2 separate regions of the Hordeum vulgare genome follow, and region 1 is linked to region 2. A link is a contact called in public Hi-C data. All regions are on one chromosome and are shown on one strand. The core of a region is the stretch at or near the end of the contact, and the rest is flanking DNA. Distances in the headings are between cores, read along the strand shown. Region 1 holds the start of LOC123443054 (DEAD-box ATP-dependent RNA helicase 14). Region 2 holds the start of LOC123443053.

Region 1 (3,572 bases), core at 806-3,305, 220 kb before region 2:
AACTAAAATTTCCGCACTTTTTGAGAGTACGCCAAGGCATAACATATTTTTATAGAAGGCAGAGAAACATTACAAGAAGACTCTCCCTCGCTGCGAACAGCAAGGGTAGCACAAACTCCACACTAAAGTTAATCTGAAGACTAACCACCGCACAAATTACAACCGCAAAGCAAAAGGGCCTGCCCTTAAAAGAACATCACAGACCAACTCTGGCCACCTCCAAGGAGTAACTACTCCAACAGAACTTCCCTTGTCGACGCACCAACCACCCTTGAAGGCCTAAAAGAGACAGCAGGTGGGTGGCAGGACTCGGTCAGCCCGAGGAAGCCATCGTCTTGGACTCACCAGTGCCGGCATAGATAGCAACCCTGAAGATCAACCCAGAACCGCAGCAAACGCCAGACAAGTTTCCGGTTCATAGTTTTAAGTGGCATTGCTATTCTAAATCATGCTTCTGTTAATGATGTGACAAGTACAGTGCAAAGCCTAAAATGTAACCGCAACATGCTACATGACAGAAAAAACTAAACTCCTCTACCTCCTAGTTAATGGCATTTGTGTGGGTTGCCCAAAGAACTGAACTTCATGCTGAACAATCAGTGGCATTCATGTTGCAAAGCATGCTCATCTAGATGTCTACGTTATGAGACAGATACAACGCGGAATAAACAAAAAACAATGTAACAGTAACATGCGAATGATGGGAAGATGAGGAGAAAAAATCCCACCTTCGAATGATCGGGAGGCACACGCATTCTGCAGCTTGCGCTTGCGGCTGCTAAGCGACAAACGAAAAAAATCAAGCTACAGAAGCGGCAGGGGAGGAACAAAACCCCAAAAATGGGAGATCACTTGGGAGTTACCTCCGGCGGGTCTCTGTGCCTGGCCCTGCTATCTAAATCTGTGAGCAGCGGCAAACACCAGAGATATTTGCGGTTCATAGTTCAAGTGGCATTGCTATTGTAAGTCATGCTTGTGTTAATGATGACACAAATACAATGCAAAGCACATACATAATGTAATCCCAACATGCAATAGGCCAAAATAAACTTCTCTGCCTCCTAGTTAGTGGCGTTCGTGTTGTAAACCATGGTTTTATACATTATGAGACAGATACAACGCGAAACAAACAAACAAACAAACAATGATGTAACAGTAGCGTGCGAACGATGAGAAGATGAGGAGGAGATAACCCTACACCTCCAAATGATGGGGAGGCCACGCGCATTTCACGAGCGGCTCGCCGCAACTTGACCCTGCAGCCGCTATGCGACAAACGAACGAATCACAAAGGAAATCTCGTGCGTGCGTACATTTACTTACACCCCAGAAATCAAGCTACAGAAGCGACGGGGGAGGTAAGAAAAAAACCCAAAGCGAAGGGGGGAGGGAGATGGTTTGGGCGTTATACCTCGGGCGGGTCTCTGTGCCTGGCCCTCTCGTCGTGGTGGTACTGGGGCTGCTGGACGGGAGCGGGGGCGGGGGCCGGGGCCGGGGCGGGGGCGACGGGGGGAGGAGGGCCGGTGGGGCGGTCGTAGGTGACGGCCTTGGTCTCCGGGTTCCAGAAGTAGAGGTAGCCGGTGGTGCCATCGATGAGGCCCCTCCAGGGCTTGGGCAGCGTCGGATCTTCCGGCGCGTAGCGCGGCGCCGCGGACGCCATTCCTCCTCCCAACCCTACGCGGAAAGGAAAAGAAAGAGGGGAATCAGATCAAGAAGACCAAGCCGCAATGCGCTCGCGGGGCGAGGCGGGACGGAGGAGATCGGAGGGACGGGCGGACGAACCCTAGCGATCGGCGGCGCGGGCGCGAGGGGGGTGCTGGCGGCGGCGCGGCGGACGGAGGAAGGGGTGGGGGAGGGAGCCCTGGGTGTCGCGCTGTGGCTGCGCGTTGCCCTTTGCTGTGGGTGGGTGTGGGAACCCTTTCCTTCCTCGTCGATGCGGGGCGCGGCGGTCGCCTGGTTAAGTAGGGTGGGTGGGGGCCGAAGGCCGATGGAAAAGTAGTCCCAGGAATGGGAGCGGAGGCGTCGATGGTGTGGTGGTGCCTCGCTCACACACCTGCCCTGGCCTGACCCTGACCCCGGCCGGGCGAGCGAGGAATGGTACTGACAGGGTGGCCAGCTGAGACAAGTGGTGGTGGGATCGGGAAGCTCGAAAAGTGCAAGGCCCTCGCCCGCGCACGGCACGGCCCGGCCCGGCCCGAGGTTCGTTGCTTCTTTGCTGCTTTCGGCCCGCACACCGCCTAGCCCAGCTACTGCTTTGCTTTAGTTCTGGCAAACGCTCTCGCCTGCTTCTTCGTGTGCGTGCCTGTTCTCGTCTCACGGAAAAGCAGAAATTATCCGCATGTTTAAAGAGGAGGAGAAATGACAAGTACGGAGGAAAAATACGTCCTCCATGCACGGTGAACAGCGAAAGAACACGGGCGGAGGCAAATACGTCTTTGCCTTGACTATAAACGTTCTTGTTTGAGGCTAACGCTTTGCTATTGAACTTCACCGAACACGTGCCTTGGAAAACCTGGTGAGGGCATCGCTGACCCGCATACATTCCAAACATTTTTTCTACAAATTCGAATGAAATCCATGCAAAGACAGATTTTATATTACCAAACGGAAACATTTACATTTTTAATATATTTTTACTAAAATGGTCAAAACTATGTGCAAGTCCGGCCCCGCGGAGCTTCATTCCAACTACACGGATACATTATGCTAGTCAGGGTCGACCGTATGGAGCTCTAATCTCACGACACGTATACATTATATTACTCTACGGTCGGCCGCGACGGATCCCTTTGTATTCCCATGCATGTCAGTCCACTCATCGGACTGCCAGGAGCCCCAGAGGTATATTCTTCCCCCATATCTTCCCTATCTCTGCCTATGCCGCTCATCTGAGTGGTAAATGGGGTGCTTCAGCCGGAGGTGAAGGGGGCATCCACTTCCATGAAGCGCGGATAAGGGTTGGTTTTTAGGGCGGGGACGATGGTGGCCCGCGAGAGAGGGCGAGACATCGGTTGTGTACGCCGCCGACGCGTCGACGCCTAGGTGGCGGCCGCGAACGTGTTGGTCGTCGCCTCGTCAATCTCAAAGCCGATTTCTTTCTCCGTCGGCGGGGCACGATTCTGAGAATGTTGACGTCGAATGGCTCGGCGTCTGGCCTCATCCACGACAACCACGATGCTCATTCCGTCGTGCTGGCCTGGAGGCTAGAGCAACTCGCCACTACTCCGCGAGCTGGCTTGGAGCAGCAAGTTGTTCAAACATGCACCAGCACGGAGCGGCCACTTGCTCCGTTGGGCTCGACGAGCGAGGTGGAGCAATGTGTTGCTTGGCTCGTATCCGACGGGCTCGACGGGCCACCAGTGGGCTTTTATAAGACACAACTGATCTTCCTGCTCGTCGTATGCCATGGAAAGGGTTGAGAAAATGGTGGAAGGAGCAAATAGGGAGCGGAGGAGTGGTACGATTCTGTACCGACGTCTGGCCTCCCTTATATAGCGGGTGGGCGCGAGGAGCTTGTCCGTTGTTGTGTTTACTGTCGACCAACTCGTGAACGGACGGGTGGTCGGAGTAGG
Region 2 (3,730 bases), core at 1,141-3,640:
CAGAGTACAGCATACTATGATGTCTCGAGATAAAAGGGCACAGCATACTATTATCTAAGCCAAGCTTCATTAGATATATGATTACAGAATGTTCTTCAGATAAAATTCAAACCTGGTGTTGATTTGAACAAGAAATAAAGAGCAAGAGCAAGCATCCCATATTTTTACATTTTTTGCGTCTAAGTATCTAACTTGGTTTTAAACGTCTCTTCTGGAAGATAAACAGTTATTATTTGTCACTGATTATTTTTTCTTCCCAATGCTATTGTCATTGATTTCAATAGATACTTTTGGTTGTTGCCTGTAGGACTCCAGAAATATGGAACTCTAGAGACAGAAAAACTAAGCTTCTCTACCACATTATAGATCTACTATACATCCAAATAAATTCAGAGATCAACAAGAGAATACAGCAGTAACGTGTTTTAACCCTTCAGAGACTCCCAATGATTAACTGAACAGTGTCCCAGTACCAGAAATGCATATAGGATGGAACAAGAGAAGTAACAAACTTTATGATAGAGCTAGCAAAATGAAACCCAATCTGGGCAGTACTATCACCAAACTGCCTTGATAAAAAAAAAGGTGTTCACAATAACTCAGATTTACCAATTTCAGTCGAAGAAAGGGTGTGAATAAGAACAACTAAGCGCAAAACTATGAACGATGCAAACAAACTGTTGATCAAAATCAGAGAAAAGGTTGTACATGCATATTGTTCAGTTGAATTATGTAAAGCTTTTTGTCTTCCCCTTCTTCCACATATGGATCGGACATTCCATTTTCATACCTCAACACTGGTTCCTGGATCTGCTTCACCACAGGTTGTTGCCTTAACCTTGTATTCTCAGTCCACTCATCCCTAGTTTGTTGCCAAAGAGAAAAACCTGCAACGATATTTCCATCTGGTCAGATTACCATGTCCACTAAGACTCTTAACAGGCAGACATGTGACGATTCCTTTAATCCTCCGTTAGACAAGAATGGCAATTGGACAGCTATGCCCCACTTGCTGCCCAGGAAAAAAAAACAACAACGGTTTGCCAGTACAAATTTCTTACAGTGCAAAATTGGTAGGAAAATATGGAAGACGTCATGCAAAATAAAGTATGAACTCGAGGTTCCAAAATAAATGCTCTGCCGAAACTCTAGCTCGCACATCGAAAGAGTGATTTCCTACAGCTGAACCAAACAAGTGTGAACTCAAATTTCCTAACAAACTTTCCTTCTTAGAACCACAAGAACCAAGACAAAATAGTAAACAATTGCATTGGTATTGATAAAAGACCATAGGTAACTGACTACCAGATAAGATTTGAGAGGCTAACACCGTTGGACGTGAACAGTGTTATAATGTGTTGTATCTTTCTAACATGCTATGAAGCTAATATATGGATAATTTAAGACAGACTGAAACGAAAACATCACAATCAACATGACTATAGATGCTGAACGGCTAAATACAGGAGATTCGGCCAAAATCAAGTTTGATGTTTGCAAAGTATCTGGAAAATGCAAACATGTGGTGAAAACACTCCTGAGCACATATGATCGTTCAAGAAGGAATTACCATGATTAGCAGATTCGCCCAGGTTATGACTGCTTCCCACTCCATGCAGATCAAGGTCCCAAGAGGACGTGTTCATTGGTGCTCGGAGATCTGCCGGATCAACCTCGATGGTGGTTGTACTCCAAAATTCCTCTGCCACCGTGGGATTCTGAGCATGGGCCATCAAGCTCTTGGAAAGATCCCCTACGTGTTTTGCGGCCTTCTCACAGCATCCCAAACAGCCTCTGCTCTGTTTGCAAGGAGTTTTTACATATCGACGATTAGCACAGAATCACTCAACAGATCAACAGGCGCACACACACACTGACACACAGCAAGGCAAAGAAGTAATCCAGGCAGCCACAGGGGGCATAATTTTGACAAGTAAGGTGATAAGATCAAGCACCAAAACATAACCGCACGTAGCCTACACAAGCTATGCCACTCGAGATACTACATGAGGGGAATTAACAGTACAGGTACGATACGAGTAAGGGTAATCGGGACAGCAAGATGACCTTGGCAACAACGTATCAGCAGCCTAGAATATGAATGAAGTTATGCAGATGCGGACGAATGAGGCGGGAACGGTAGGGGGAGCCCACCCGGAGCAGATGAAGATGCAGGCGGAGGAGAGCAGCTGCGGGATGGCGCGCCAGTCCCAGCCGGGCCCCAGCTCGACGTCCCAGTCGCCGACCCTCGCCGCCGATCCGCCGCCGCGTGCCGCCGCCATGGCGCCCGGCTGCTCCGTTCGGGCTGGAATTGGAGTGTGAATGGGAATGGGAATGGGAACGGAATCGGATCGGATTCCAGCGAGCCACCGACCGCGGCGATTTATGAGGGATGGGCGCGGCGGGGCGCGCGTATTGGGATAAGGGAGGGGGGAGGAGGGGGGCCCTGGTGGGGTGGGGTGGGGCGGGGTGGGGGCCGGTGGGGTTGACGAAGATTGCACGGATGGATGGGGGATGACGACGATGCGGTTCGACAGTGCGTCGTGCTTTGGAGTTTGGAGTTTTGCCCCTTCGCTTTCGGCCGACCATTCCCTTTGCCATGGCACGTCGCCATTTCCACTTGGCCCGTCTCTTCGACCAATTGGACCGACTACCCTTCATGATCATCATAAAAAAAACAAAGGCAGAGAACAAAAGATGATGAAAGTGATCATTCCTTTTGCTTTTGCCATCCAGACTCGAGATTCAAAAGTTTTTTTTTTTTTTTGCGTAACTACTCCCTTCTTTGACACATGTAAGACCAACTTCAACGGGCCGATCCACACGGACGGCGAATTTGTTCGTTTTTTGTTCGTTTTGGTCGGCCGTCCGTCTCGTTTTAGATTTGGATTGGTAGTGCGCCCAACGCGTCGATCCATTTTATGCCGCAATCAACATATTAAAAAAATGACCCGCGGTCGAACATGCGAGCGACCATGTTTCATGCGAATGCCATGCCAGCGTCGACATATAATGTCGGCTCCAAAAAATAGCACCACAGTTCATGCTAGCGCGCTCGCCAGCCGGCCGGCACACATGCCAGCATACAAAAAGGGTAGGACTTGAGTTCGACCACGTCATCGCGGCCCCCGTGGTCATGCCAGCACACCTGCCGGCATCCAAAAGAGATGACGCTCGCCGCCATAGATCACTCCTCGTCGAACTTGAGCATGTCGGCCTGCATCTTCTCGAACCACGGCCTCTTCCTTGGCGACACGGTGTTGAGATCCACCTTCATGATCTCCACCCTGGTCATCATGCTCGCGAGAGTCACTTCTTTGACCTTGGTCTTGGCGTTGGCGGCCTCGATCTCTAGCATCTTGGTTTACTTCTCCGCCTCCATCTCAAGCAACCGTGCTTGTTTCTCTGCCTCCATGTCAAGCCTCCGCCTTTGGATCTCCAAGAAGGCATTTATTTGTTCTTCCCTTTCTTGTCGGCGCTTCTCCTCCCTTGAGTCCTTCTTGACGATCATGTCCTCCACGGTTGCGATCAAGGTGATCGATGCCGCATCCCGCTTGTCCTCCTTCTTGGAGTTGGTCTTCCCCCTCGGCCGAGCCTTCTCGCCGTCCCCAACCTCCTCCACGGCTTGCTTCCCACCACGCGACTTGAGACCGGCATATTACACCTTGAACTTCTCCTCGTCTTTGATCACCCTAAAGCAATGGAAGAGGTTGAAGCACTTGCCATTGTG

What was found. Hi-C and Micro-C count contacts between places; a contact is called where the count stands out from the background.
Region 1: a Hi-C map of leaf shows a contact between it and region 2, with 4 times the contacts expected there. The contact joins the promoter of LOC123443054 here to the promoter of LOC123443053 in region 2. A contact is called at or near these places in 1 of 6 Hi-C or Micro-C datasets (leaf) and 1 of 1 datasets of contacts at active chromatin or transcription factors (embryo).

The regions. Positions count from the first base shown.
Region 1 is chr3H:80,850,929-80,854,500 of MorexV3_pseudomolecules_assembly, reverse strand. It overlaps LOC123443054 (DEAD-box ATP-dependent RNA helicase 14), which reads right to left and starts at 2,055. Exons shown (of 12, transcript XM_045119292.1): 1 at 1,783-2,055; 2 at 1,412-1,674. The coding sequence starts at 1,660.
Region 2 is chr3H:80,628,005-80,631,734 of MorexV3_pseudomolecules_assembly, reverse strand. It overlaps LOC123443053, which reads right to left and starts at 2,390. Exons shown (of 5, transcript XM_045119286.1): 1 at 2,155-2,390; 2 at 1,571-1,794; 3 at 791-887. The coding sequence starts at 2,282.